4 separate regions of the Mus musculus genome follow, and all the other regions are linked to region 4. A link is a contact called in public Hi-C, HiChIP or PLAC-seq and promoter capture Hi-C data. All regions are on one chromosome and are shown on one strand. Each heading gives the region's core, a stretch centred on a gene start, on an enhancer-like site or on the middle of the called end of the contact. The rest is flanking DNA. Distances are from core to core; before and after follow the strand shown. Region 1 holds the start of Rab7 (RAB7, member RAS oncogene family). Region 2 holds the start of Eefsec (eukaryotic elongation factor, selenocysteine-tRNA-specific). Region 3 holds the start of Tpra1 (transmembrane protein, adipocyte asscociated 1). Region 4 holds the start of Gfpt1 (glutamine fructose-6-phosphate transaminase 1).

Region 1 (3,292 bases), core at 718-3,217, 1.0 Mb before region 4:
CCAGCACTCAGAGCTACACAGAGAAACCTTGTCTCTTGAAAAACAAAAACAAAAAATATGTAGGTTTTATTTGTTTGTTTGTTGTTTGTTTGTTTTTTTGGTTTTTCCAGACAGAGTTTCTCTATATAACCCTGGCTGTCCTAGAACTCACTTTGTAGACCAGGCTAGCCTCGAACTCAGAAATCCGCCTGCCTCTGCCTCCCGAGTGCTGGGATTAAAGGTGTGCACCACCACACCAAGCTGTTTGTTTGTTTTGAGACAGGGTCTCTCTAAGTACCCCTGGCTGACCTTGAAATCACTTTGTTGACTAGACTGGCTTTGAACTCACAGAGATCTACCAGCCTCTGCCTGCTGAGTACTAGGATTAAAGACATGAGCCACCATACCTATCCACTTTCTATCTAGTTTTATCCACCCCCATACCCCCTTTTTTTTACTTGTATGAGTGATTTGCCTAAATGTGTATATAAAGACAACTTGTGCATGCAGTGCCCGTGGAGGTTAGAATAGGGCATTGGCTGCTCTGTGAGTTACTCTAGGGGAACTAAAGTCAGAAGAGATGAAAAGCAGACACAGTTCCTGTTGGGCCTCATAGTTGTCTCCCACTTTCCTCCTTGGGTCTAGTGTATCACTGCTCTTAGCCACATGCAGCTTTGCTTCCAAACTGCTGGTCTATCTGCCATGTGGAGGCTGATGCTATATCCAACATGAGGTAGAGAGACAGGGCCTGAACCAGCTTCCTGCATCCCTACAACTGTGGAAAGTCTGACTGGACCACCAGATTCATATGGGTCCTACTATCCGGTCAAATTTTAATAGATAACCCAGATAACTAGTTGCTGAAATTTGTACCCAGCAAGTATGTGTTTTTTTTTTCCCCAACAAGAACCAAGAACTGTCACATATACATCTTTGCACCCTACTTTGTCACTTCATATTTCTTGAAGATTTCACTTTGCATATGAATATACATAGACTTCCTTTGTTCATATCTTAGTTTCAAAGTATTCAGTCAAATGGCCAAGTAATAATTAACTAATGATTGAAACTGAGCAAACTCCTGTGTGTGTGTCTATTATATCAAATGGTGAGGATCTTGGCAGAAAGGTCTTGTTTTCCCCTATTCCTTAGGACCTACAAACCTTCTCTATTCCTTATATGCTAGAACATGTACTAGTGTTGTGGGGTATTCACCAGAAAAGACTACTCAGATATGGGTTTAAGCTAAGAAATGGCAGCTGGTTACTGCACTGGGTGTTCAATACCCCAGGACAACCTGAGTCTTTCTCAGGGTGAGCTTTTAAGCACACAAAAAAACATGTTCTGGGTTGACATACTTCAGTTAACAAGAACTGTCAGCCATAAACAGAACTACAGAAGCTAAAAAGCAAGGTTAGTACATTTTGAGACTTCCCCAGAAAGATATGGACTTTGATGGATTAGGCCTTTGTTTTAGTTTTGGTGGGCGTGACACTAAAATCAGCCTCATGTCTCTTCAGTTCAGCAACTCCTTAGCTCTCTTTCCATTTTCCTGAACCATCTGCCCTGCACAGGTAGCTCCTATTTCATCACTGGGTCTCCAACACTGGGGACACTGTAACTGATCATTTCCATCCACATTAGAGATTGTACCCAGTGGACTCAGAAGACCCTAGACTATACCCTGCCTGATACATGGCTGACTGACTAGCGTGTTCCAGAGGGGGACACTCTGGAAAGACCAAGTGACTCTCCCTCCTTTAGCTCTGTTTATAGGAGCGGGGTGGGATGAGGGGGGGGGACACCACTGCATTATCAGTTCTTGGCCCAATATGGTGCGCTCCAGCTTCTGCACAGCCTTCAAAGATGGCAGCCCCCATCTAGAAACGGCCATATTTAAGCCCCAGATGCCAGGCTAGGGCCTGACGCGACCGGAACGTGACGCAAGGTGGAGGTGGGGCTCCTCCCTCCAACCCTGGCGTCGGGCGTCTCGTGACAGACACTTCCGCTCGGGGCGGCGGCGGTGGCGGAAGTGGAAGCAAGGCCGGAGCTTTGACCATAAAGCCCAAGGCGGCGGCGTTGGCGGCGGTGTTTGGGGCCGGGCAGCTCCGAGGAGCCTGCTGGAGCCGGAATCGGACGTCTCTGTTGCGGCCTGCGTTGTGTCTCCTCCTCCGTTGACCCTGCGGTGAGCAGCGGGCCCCGGCCGCCCTTCCCCCGCCGCCGCTTGGGCCTCCGGGCCTGGCGTCCTCGGCGAGCCGAGCGCCGAGCTGGGCCGGGCCAGGCGGGGCGGCGCCCGGCGGGCGGAGGGCGATCGGCGATCGGTGGGTGGCGGGTACGGGATCCTCGGGCTGGGCGCGTCCCCACCGGCAACCTGCTGGGTGGGAAGAGCTACCGGCCGGCCGGCCACCGAGGCAGTGCTGCCAGGCGCGTCACATGCCCCGGCCCGCCGCCGGCACTGGGAGACAGGAGCTTTCAGGGTCCTGCAGGGTAAATCCCGTTTCCGAAGTTCCGGGAAGAAGGACCTCCCGAGTGCCTTTCAAATGGCCTGATGTCCTCCTGGCTCATAATCGTGCCGATGTTGAGAGTAAGGTTGTGAAGATTTGAGATTTCTCGGCTGCTGGGCTGCGTGGCAAGACCGCACAAATTGCCCTGTTCTCCCAACAGCCCCTCCGAAGCACCGAGGCAGTGCCTACTTACAGAGAAAGCGAAGAACAGAGAGGCTAAGGCACTCGACCAAGGTCACACCGCTGATAAATTTCAGAGTGAGAGGTTGAAACATAGGCAGCTAGACTACTTAGCACTTACTGGCCTCTGGCCTCTTGTACTTTAGATGCCCCCAAAGCCTGCCACCTGTTATCTGCCATCAGCACCCCCCTCCACCTCCTGTCTAGTGATGTCATTTGAGAGCCTCTTAGTCCTACCTTAAAGCCATGTTGTATTTGTACTTGTGACTTACAAGGCATATTACAAGGCATATAAGGTAGTGTAGTGTCATCAAACCAGAAGATCTTGAATTCTGGCAAGGTATGTATTGGATTTGAATAGGTTTCTTAGCCAGCTCTTTTCCTTGAGTCAGGTCTGGCATGCCTACTGTGTGCACCTTTCTACAAGAATTTCTACAACAACCTAACCTGTTGACTCTTCACCGTTGAAAATCTTGTGTTTTTGGTTTTCCAAAGAATAAACTCTTGTCTCTTTCTTGTGACTTCAGCAACTGATACCCACATGATTGAGTTAATAAAATCTCTTGTTGGCATATTTCTCTTCGATCTTGGTAATATTGGATCAGAATTGAGTGTAAGAACTGGAAAGT
Region 2 (3,351 bases), core at 240-2,739, 1.4 Mb before region 4:
AATTTTTTATCAACAAAGGCTAAAATATTTGTCAGCACTCTGAAGTCAGGCTTTATGTTAGGCTGCATCATTGTGATGAAACAGCTACACAGACAAAGAGAGAAAGAGACTTTAGTTTGACTTCATGGTTTTAGAGATTTCAGTGCATGGTCTCTTGGGCTTGATCCCCCTAGCCTGTGGCAGCACAGCAGTATATTGTCCTGGTGACAGCAGAACGGAGCAGCCTGACTGAACTACTCATTTCATGGTGGACAGGAAGCGACTACTGCCTTCTGCTAAGCTTCATCTCATAAGACAGACCACCAGCTGGGGCCCAAGCATTTAGCACACAAGCCCGTGTAAACCAATTCACTTGCAAACCGCAACCCCTCCTGCCCTAGAAAAAGGAAGGCTGGGAATGTTGGGCCAGCAAGCCCCACCCCCTTTACATGAGAGCAGTGCCATTCAGCTCTCCAGTGCCATTCCTCCCCTGTGAGGCCCCAAGTCCCTTCTTTTCCTAGGCTTTTATCCTTTGCCAGAGCAACCACTTAGGCTTGTGACCTCTTTCATGGTTCTAGGCACCTTTCAATGCCTGAAGGGGGTTACAGAGGCTGGTTGGTATAGCACTCACGACACATTCAAGTTCATACACAACAGTTAAGTTGCAGCTCCTCATGGCAGCCTAGACTTCAAAGTGAGGTTTTTGTCCCGTCCCCACCCCCACCTCCCCTCCCCTGAATCAACGAGGACCTCTTCCTCTTTTCACAGTGCTTCCAGGTTTCTGATGGTCAATTCTCAGTCTGCACTGGACGTCTAGTGACAGTCCTTGAGGGTATCTTCCTCACTAGGCTCCCCGCCTTCCCATCTCTGTCCTTTCCAGATAGTCTGGCTTGGCAACTGGTCTTGGGTTTTACTTACTCCTGTTTTCACAGCAAATAATGTCGATCACCACATCCCAGTAAAGTGTATACAGTCTGCACTTAATAAAGGCTGACAGCCGGGCGGTGGTGGCGCACTTGGGAGGCAGAGACAGGCGGATTTCTGAGTTCAAGGCCAGCCTGGTCTACAAAGTGAGTTCCAGGACAGCCAAGACTATACAGAGAAACCCTGTCTTGAAAAAAACAAAAAACAAACAAACAAACAAACAAAAAAATAAAGGCTGACAGAAATGAATGGACGGATGGATGAGTGTGTATGGAGGGATAGAGGAAGGGATGTGTGGATGGACTGGGTGAGTGGAATGATGAAAGGAGGGAGGGAAGGAAGAATGGATGGATAGATGGTGAGATGGATGGATGGATGCATGGATGGATGAATGGATGGAAGGAGGAATCCCTAATCTCAGACTGGCGAGACTTTGTGGCGTGGGGAGCCGGATGACAGCAAACCCAGGTAGCAGGCCGGCTCTTGTCCCGCCCTGTGTGCGCTCTGCCATAGGGCTGTGGGCGCCCGAGGGCGGAAGCTTCCGTGCCGGAACCGGTGCGCTCAGCGCGGGTTGCGGGGGGGTGCGGCTTAGCAGGCGGACCGCGGGGCTGGCGCTCAGGCGACGGCGTGAGAGGCAGCGGCGGGATGGCCGGCCGGCGGGTAAATGTGAATGTGGGCGTGCTGGGTCACATCGACAGTGGCAAAACAGCGCTGGCGCGCGCGCTGAGCACCACGGCCTCCACTGCTGCCTTCGACAAGCAGCCGCAGAGCCGCGAGCGCGGCATAACGCTCGACCTGGGCTTCTCCTGTTTTGTCGTGCCGCTGCCGGGGGCAGAACCCGGTTCTAGCGACACGCTGCTGCAGGTCACACTGGTCGACTGCCCCGGGCACGCCTCCCTCATCCGGACCATCATTGGCGGTGAGCGCGGGCCGGGGCGGGAGCCGGGCTCGGGGTCCGAGCTCGCGGGATGGATGGCGGCCTGACAGCCTAGGCCTGGCCACCAGCCCGGAAGGCTTGTGGTCTCGAACTCACAGCCCGCAGACGCGGACACAGTTCTCACCTTCACTGCCGTGCACCGAGATGCTTTCCTAGAAAAATGATCCAAAGAAACAAACCCTGCAAAAAGGGTGTATACAAGTTTCAAAAAAAAAAAAAAAAAAAGTCACCACGTACCTGTCCTTTGGTCTCCTGGTTCTCTGTCCCAAACACTGCTCTCAGTTTCCTGTGTGTATGGATGGTTTCAGGAAACATACACAGAAACGCAGACAAGGTGCAGAAATGAAAGATCCTGTTTTTTTCCTTCTGTTGTACTACTTGTGGTCGGTTGGGGTAGTGGGTAGAGCCTAGTGCCTTGATAAGAGGCAAGTGCTCTAGGCTCTCTCAGGATCTCATCCCCCAGTCCCCTTTATACACAAACCATCACTGTCTGGAGACTATATCTACACATAAAGTTCCTTTGTACTTTTATACCAACATTTTCTTGACTGACCCTCGTGACTTTCCCAGAGTTGGCTGCTATTCATAATGCAGTGAATAACTCTAGCCCAGAAGGTTTTGGGATGTGCACTAGTGTAACAGGATAAGTTATGTGTGAACTAGCTAAGGCAAAGGGCCTGCGTGTTTTCAGTCATGATGGGCACTGCTAAAATCTGCTTCTAGGATCTGTACCACTTAATTAGTCTTTAATTACAGGCCACTTAGGAATAGGCCATTATAAATAAAAGGTCTTGTAACCTCCCTTCCTTGCTCAGCGTGACCCCTCCCATTCGTCTACAGGAAACTGTTGCTATGTCTTTTTAAATTCCTTTTGCAAACCCATTTAACTACACTTAAATCTAAGAACAGAACCCCATAACCTGTTTGTAAGCACCCAGCACAAAAGGAGGTGTGGCTGAGTCTACCTGCTGTAGCTCCAGTGACCCATTTCCTGCTTCTCCGCTTGCCCTGGGTTTCTTTCCAGCAGTGTGCTGTAAGCCTGGAAGCATGTATATGGGGCAGGTGGGTCATTCCAGCTGTGTGGCCTCCCTTTCTCTGTGCTGCAGGCAGCCTAAGACTGTTTCCTTGTTTCACTGAAGTGGAAATGGAGGCTTACCTGCCAGAGTTACTCTCCTGCACAGTATCTATTGAGTTCAGGATTCACTCATTAAAGACTATCAAGGGCCACACAGTAAACTAAACTGAAAACTCCCACTAAATTCTGACTGGTTGTGTTCAAATACATTTTAGGAAATGTACTCTAAGCTAGTGTAAATTGGAGATGGAACACTACAGGGTAGAAACTAGAAAGTGGGGTTGGCATGTCCCTCAGTGGTGGAGTACCTGCTTAGTGTGCAGGATGCACTAGATTCCACCCGCCTCCCCCCCCCCCCCCCAGTATTGCAAAGAAAAAGAAAGAAAGAAAGAAAGATGAAGTTTTTTTCTGGAAAATATAGAATCTGACTTGTAAT
Region 3 (3,121 bases), core at 101-2,600, 1.9 Mb before region 4:
ACCTTCTGAGTTCTTTTATGGGATTCCTACCCAGTAGAAGGTAGCAGTGCAAGCAGCCCCCCAAAGTTCTCTCCCTTCCCTCCTAGGCTGCTAAGCCTCTAAATCTAGCTGCAGAGCAGCATAGGAAATCCCCAGAGGATAGAGGCTAAGTTCCATGCCTCTCTGAATCTGTCAGCCTCAGTGATAGAGGAGAGATTGTGTCCTAAGAGGCCACTGTGGACAACAGGAAGAAGGGATGGTCCAGGTGACCTGCCCTCTGCCTCCTGACAATCCTTCTTGCCCTTCTTTAGCCACCAACTTATATCTCCCCTACCTCAGGGGCCTTTGTGTTTGCTTACCCGCAGCTTGATCCCATCATTTGACTCATTACCTCCCCCTCTAAGTGGACTTTATCTAGCCCACCTGGCTGTTGTTCTTTCAATGATTGTTTTTAAAGATAGGGTCTCATTGGGCCCAGGCTAGCCTCCAACTCTGCAAAAAGCCAAGGCAGGTCTTGAACTTCTGATTTCCCCCCTGCCTCCACCTCCCGATTCCTCCACCACCACCCAGTTCTTTGGTGTGCTGTTTATAGAACTGGGACTCCATCGGCAGCAGGTGTATTTACATGCTTGTGTGTCTTGTCTGTCCTAGGTCTTGTGACCCAACCCTCTAGAACAGGTAAGATCTCAAAAAAATGCTATGACGCGCACACATTTCCAGCACAATGCAACCAGGCTGGACAAGGATTGGGGGTGTCTGGACCCCAGACCCCACCACCCCCTCCTCGCTACGGAGCTAAGTGGAGTTGCCCTTCCTTCCGCAAGGCCAGGAAGGCAGAGGCAGAGCATGGGCTGGTCTTTCCGGCTGCCGCTGAGCTCTGGCTGCACCCGGAGCGGCGGGTGTCCAGCTCCATCCAGGATCCGGTCCTGACCGCTAGGGTCCCCAGAAACTTCTCAAAGGTTGTCTTGCGGCTGTACCCCAAGTGGCACGGGGACAGAAGGAGACGGTAGGCCCGAACCCGAAGAAGGAGCAGGGGCAGGGCCTCCTCGCTAGCTTGGCGGAGCAGGAGATGAGGACTCGGCCGCGCTTACCTGAGAGCAGGGCTGCGCAGGCCGCGGGACTCCGACCCCTGCGAGGTAGCGAGAACCGGGGAGCGTCGCGCAAGAACCGCAGCTGAGATGCTACGTGGATCGGTCAGAGGTGGCCGGACGCCGCCAGCGCGCAGGACTCACGGGACCCGCGGACTTCCCCGGTCCTCCCCTGGCAGCGGCGACTCTCAGGCGCCTTGGCTAGTGTTTTTCGTCTAAGCAAAACTGTGAAAACAGTCACAACCCCTGTTTGTGGCACTCATCCCCGCCCCCTCGGCCTCCAGCAGCCTATCGTAACGGGATTCCACCCACAGGAGTGGAACAGACCAATAAAATTCCTCAGATGGGCGAGGCGGCCCGCGGAGCTCTTAAAGGGACTGCAGTCGAAGCAAAGCAAAGTGTGGGTGACGGAAACTTCAAAGGGGAGAATTTTTTTTCTGCACAGCTTACCCCTAAAGCGTTTCGGGAAGCGTACTGAGCACGCTGTGCCTTTGCCCCGCATCTTTCTGCGGACAGCTCCAGTCCTCCGACCGGGTCGCCCTATGTCTTTGAGGATGGCGCCTAAGGGACCGGCGCCCCATAAATACTGACCTCTGGTCACCTGGACTAGGAAGGAGGGAAGGAAGGGCATCCCTTCCTCGGACGCCCTGTGCTTGCCCACTTCAAAGGGATCTGGCGTTTACAGGGCTCCAGTCCTGGTCTCAGTCACCCTGAAGGCTGGGTGCTATTAGTGGCGTTTTGCAGAAGAAACCTGAAGGGGTTAAGGGAATAAGTCCAAAGCCATCCAGCTAGGAAGTGGCCAGACCAGATCTCTTGCTTAAGCAGGTGCCTTCCAGAGGGACAGTCTTTCCTGTCTGTCGCCTTCCCTCCCTGTGGGACACCCCCAGGGCAACTTGGAGGCCTCATCTCAGGTCATCTGCTTACCTGTGCACCTTTGGCCGGCCACAGGATCTGCCCTATAGGCCATGTATTTTCAAACTTGTGGCTGCCCTTGGGCTTCTCTGCATGCAACCTCGGGCCTGTCTTCTCACATTCTCTCTTCACAGAGAGCTTCCTGGGCTCTCCCTCAAGAGTAGGTATTGACTTGCCTACCCCTTCCTCAGGCATTGGGGGGGGGGGCAGTGTGTCTCAGCAACACCTTAGAGGTGCCTCAGTGCTGGTTAAAGATGTAGGCACCTGTTTATTATAGGATCCCAGGACTGCCCCGTCCTGGTCACACAGGGGCTGGAATGACTCTGGGCCTCTTTGTGATTGGTCCGAGACTTAGCATCCCTGAGACTTCCAGGTTAGTCCCATTTGTCCATTTTGGTCTTAGTCACAGAAGCTGGCTGTGCCTGCCTGCGCCTACAAGGTCTGTAACAGCCACCCTGAAAACCATCAAGAGCTCCCAACTTCCTGCCAAGAGAATACAGTGCCCTGTTTAGGAATAATAGCAAAATACATGTCCTAGGCCCTCCTTGACCTCCAGGTGTCAAAAAGGCCACAGGAATTGAACTCAGGGCTTCTAACCATGCTCATAACCACTAAGCCTTTTCTCCAGCACCTGTCCCCAAACCCCACTGTCAATCACAAGGGCCTAGGGACTAAGCAAACGGGGTGTGGTGGGATGATATGTTTGTAATCCCAGTGCTCTTGAGGCTGAGACAGAAATATTGTCTCACACACCTTTAATCCCAGCACTTGGGAGGCAGAGGCAGGCGAATTTCTGAGTTCGAGGCCAGCCTGGTCTACAGAGTGAGTTCCAGGACAGCCAGGGCTACACAGAGAAACCCTGTCTCTGAAATAAATAAATAAATAAATAAATAAATAAAAATAAAAATAAAGAACTATCGTCTCAAGTTTGAGGCTAGCCAGGGCTATGTCTCAGAAGAACAGTAACAGTATGTCACTCTGCACTTGACCCTCTGGAATTCGGGGCTCCATGTGTGATGTCTGGGAGATTTTTACGGCATTTGCTGAGTGATGGAGGTCATCGAATGCCTCTTTCCCTCTGGCAGCAGAGGCAGTTGCTCCTCCATCACTGTGGCCTCTGCATACAGGACAGTGTGGCATCC
Region 4 (3,180 bases), core at 444-2,943:
AGACTACAAAGAATGTTTCTCACACAGCTACAAGTCTTACAATACCTCTTTCTAAAATGTGTTCTTTCTTGGGAACCAGGCACAGTGGCTCATGCCTAGAATCTCAGCACTCACGAGGCTGAAGGAGAACTGGGATCTAGACCTGCTTGAGAGACAGCGTGGGACACTATTTCTAAGAAACAAACGCTCTTTAGTCTAGTGGTCATTGTCGGTTTTAAAAGGAAAGGTAAAAATATAACTTTTTAAATACTACTAATGGCTCATTCCCATTTTACAATATTATTAGTGGTATCATATATAATTCTCATGGTATCTTTTAGTAACACTTTTTGATAATGGGGGGCGGGGGTGAGGGGTAAGACAGAGTTTCTCTGTGTAACTGTGCTCCAGCTGTCTTGGAACCAGGTTGTACTCAAAATCACTGATTTCCACCTGCCTCTGTCTCCTGAGGGCTAGGATTAAAGGCGTTGTACCACCACCGCCCAGCTAAATAAGAAGCCTTAAAATATGGAATAAAAGAGCCTGTTTTTTTTAATGGTTGTAGTAAAGACATATGTTAAACAGGTGTACATGCATGATGTGGGATCTTTAGCCAGGACTACTACTCTCTCTTCCAACAAGATCAGCTCTGAGCCCATTTCATCAAGTTATTGATTTAGTAATGGTTCCTGTTGAGAGACTTAAGAGTGGCAGAAGTCATGTGGGGTATCACTGTCAGTGCGTTGGCTTGAGTTCTCGCAGGCCTGCCTAAAATAAAGTGACTAGAATTAAGTATTTTTAAGACTGCAAGATAAGTAAATTCAAGAAATGCTACCAGCCAGGAGTGGTCATTCATACTTATAATCACAACACTTGGAAGGCTGAGACAGGGCAATGTGAATTACAGGCCAACCTGGGCTACCAAGTGGGACCCAGTTACAAAGAGACAGAAAAAGGGGATTTGGGGGGTGTGGCTAAGGGAAAGAGTACTCACTCACTTGACAAGCTGCCTTTATGAGTTTAACCCCCAGTACCACACAGCATGTTCACAGGTCGCCTCACTCACCTGGTGGACCTTCCCCTAGGCATCCCTCCATACTTGGTCTCACTTTGAGCCTCACAGCTCTTCTAAGGTAGGTATTCATCTATCCTCTGAGCTCTATGCAAAGGTGCCCCTTGAACGCTCTGATACCCTCCCTGGCCCACCCCACCCCCAATCCTCTAGCCCCTTTAAGTAGCCTCTGACTCCTAGGGCCCCCACAATCTCCTCTGCCGGTCCCTCTTAAGCACACTAGCTCCGGCCGCCCCTTCAACACCGGAATCCCCATCTTAGAGTCCCTGCCTCACGGACAGCAGCCTTTCTCCCCAGAGACCCTTCTCCTTCCAGATCCCGGCTCCCCTCAGGACCCTCAATCTCCTCGGGATGCCCGCTCCACAAGCCCCCCTTCTCTTCAGGACCCCAGCCCCAAGGCCGCTCTGTTGACACGCGCTGTCCACCTCTGGCTTCACTGCGCGGGCCCTGCGGCCACCACACACCCCCATCGCTGCCCTTACCGCACATGATGTTGGTCACGGGCGAGGGCTGAGCTGTCGGGCGCGCGGAGAGCTTCAGAAGCGAGGGTGAGCTCGGGCCGGGGTGGTGGCAATGAGAGGACTCTGGGATGCGACAGCTCAGACCCGACAGTCCGACTCAGCGCTCGCTTCGCTCTCAACTGCCGCCCCGCCCCCCCCGGCCACGCGCGCCGCCGCGGCTCTCCCATTGGGCCGCGCCCGCGCCGCTCACGCGCAGGCATCGCCCGCCCAGCGCGCAGACGCAGAGCTGCGGGTAGCGACGTGGCAGGGGCTCGACCAGCATCCGCTTTAGGTTCCTGGAGCCGCCCGCTGAGGGCGAGCCGAGCCTCGGAGGAGGAGGAGGAAGGGAATGTTTACACAGCAGTTTGTGTGTTTCAAGGGGAACGGGAAGGAGGGAGACAGAGAGAAAAGCTGTAGGGCAGGAGGGAGAGCCTGGGACAGACGTGTCAGTGTGCAGAGCCACGGTGGCCGGAACTGCGCTGCTGGCGCAGAGGTGCGGGAGCCTGCAGGACGCCCTCGGGCAGCCATTCCGGTGACGACCTGAGCTGTAGGCAAGGTGCTCAGCGCCCCACTCCCTGCCTTCCTCACTGTTCTCTGCCTAAGGTACCACTAGTCAGTAGTCCCAGCACTGCGCCTGCGCTCAGGGAAGCTGTGGGCACGTTGTACTCGGGATCGCTCTTGTCGCGAATGAACTCTCCGTTGAGAAAAGAGGAGTTAGCGGGGCGTTCCCTTTCAGAAGGTTTAAATAATACCTTGGAGCAAAAGTAGCTGGTTATCAGCCCGCACTTGATAGCTCTAACGGAAATGAATGAGTAGGGCCCACAGAAGCACTCTCAGCCAGAATCCCCTTCCTACTGCTCCAGCATTCAAAACTGCACGCCAGGGTTATTCTACAGAGTCCCACATCACATCCTTGCCACTTTTAAGTGTGACATCTTTAGGTCTCCCCAAGATGGTTTTAACATCTCATCCTTTGATCTGTCTCATACAATAACAGACTTCTTTGGTTTTTTGTTTTTTGTTTTGTTTTTTGTTTGTTTGTTTGTTTTGAGACAGGGTTTCTCTGTGTAGCCCTGGCTGTCCTGGAACTCACTCTGTAGACCAGGCTGGCCTCGAACTCAGAAATCCGCCTGCCTCTGCCTCCCGAGTGCTGGGATTAAAGGCGTGCGCCACCACGCCCGGCTATAACAGACTTCTGTATTAAAGGTGGTTTTTTTCCTCTCCCCACTAAACTGTTAAGTTCCTTTATGATAGAGTGAGATTTTTTTGTTTGTTTGTTTGGTTGGCTTTTTTTTTTTTTAATAACCAACACTTGCCTAGTCATAGACCAGAGCAATACGTGGCAAATTAAAACTGTTCTGGTGGCTGGAAAGAGTGATAAAAGCCTTATAGGCTTGTCCTAAGCTCTTTGTATGTGCAAGGAAGCAAAGGCTTTTCAGTTTTTTTATCGCCTATCTCAAATAGAGGCTAGAAAAAGTAATCAAGGAAGTATTTCTCATCTAAAAGGCTCTTCATTATTCCAAGCCATTACACAGGTCCCTAGATTACGTTGGCAGAGCTAACACAGTGACATGTTCCTTAGAGGACCTCTTAGAGACCCTCCCCTGGAAGGCGACTTGAATGATACTG

The links. Promoter capture Hi-C pulls out the DNA fragments that hold promoters and counts their contacts. Hi-C and Micro-C count contacts between places; a contact is called where the count stands out from the background. HiChIP or PLAC-seq counts read pairs in DNA pulled down with a chosen protein or histone mark.
Region 1: a contact with region 4 is called in an H3K4me3 HiChIP or PLAC-seq map of bone marrow-derived macrophages, with 5 times the contacts expected there. The contact joins the promoter of Rab7 here to the promoter of Gfpt1 in region 4. A contact is called at or near these places in 4 of 39 promoter capture datasets (hippocampal neurons, liver, neutrophils and 1 more) and 2 of 115 datasets of contacts at active chromatin or transcription factors (bone marrow-derived macrophages and large pre-B cells).
Region 2: a promoter capture Hi-C map of liver shows a contact between it and region 4, with 4 times the contacts expected there. The contact joins the promoter of Eefsec here to the promoter of Gfpt1 in region 4. A contact is called at or near these places in 4 of 39 promoter capture datasets (hippocampal neurons, liver and pre-B cells).
Region 3: a contact with region 4 is called in a Hi-C map of CD8 T cells, with 9 times the contacts expected there. The contact joins the promoter of Tpra1 here to the promoter of Gfpt1 in region 4. A contact is called at or near these places in 1 of 39 promoter capture datasets (neutrophils) and 1 of 484 Hi-C or Micro-C datasets (CD8 T cells).

What each region holds. Positions count from the first base shown.
Region 1 is chr6:88,043,945-88,047,236 of GRCm38.p6, reverse strand. It overlaps Rab7 (RAB7, member RAS oncogene family), which reads left to right and starts at 1,967. Exons shown (of 6, transcript NM_009005.3): 1 at 1,967-2,164.
Region 2 is chr6:88,444,677-88,448,027 of GRCm38.p6, reverse strand. It overlaps Eefsec (eukaryotic elongation factor, selenocysteine-tRNA-specific), which reads left to right and starts at 1,489. Exons shown (of 7, transcript NM_023060.3): 1 at 1,489-1,822. The coding sequence starts at 1,549.
Region 3 is chr6:88,900,480-88,903,600 of GRCm38.p6, reverse strand. It overlaps Tpra1 (transmembrane protein, adipocyte asscociated 1), which reads right to left and starts at 1,350. Exons shown (of 12, transcript NM_011906.2): 1 at 1,071-1,350.
Region 4 is chr6:87,041,359-87,044,538 of GRCm38.p6, reverse strand. Gfpt1 (glutamine fructose-6-phosphate transaminase 1) reads right to left here and starts at 1,693. Exons shown (of 19, transcript NM_013528.3): 1 at 1,534-1,693. The coding sequence starts at 1,540.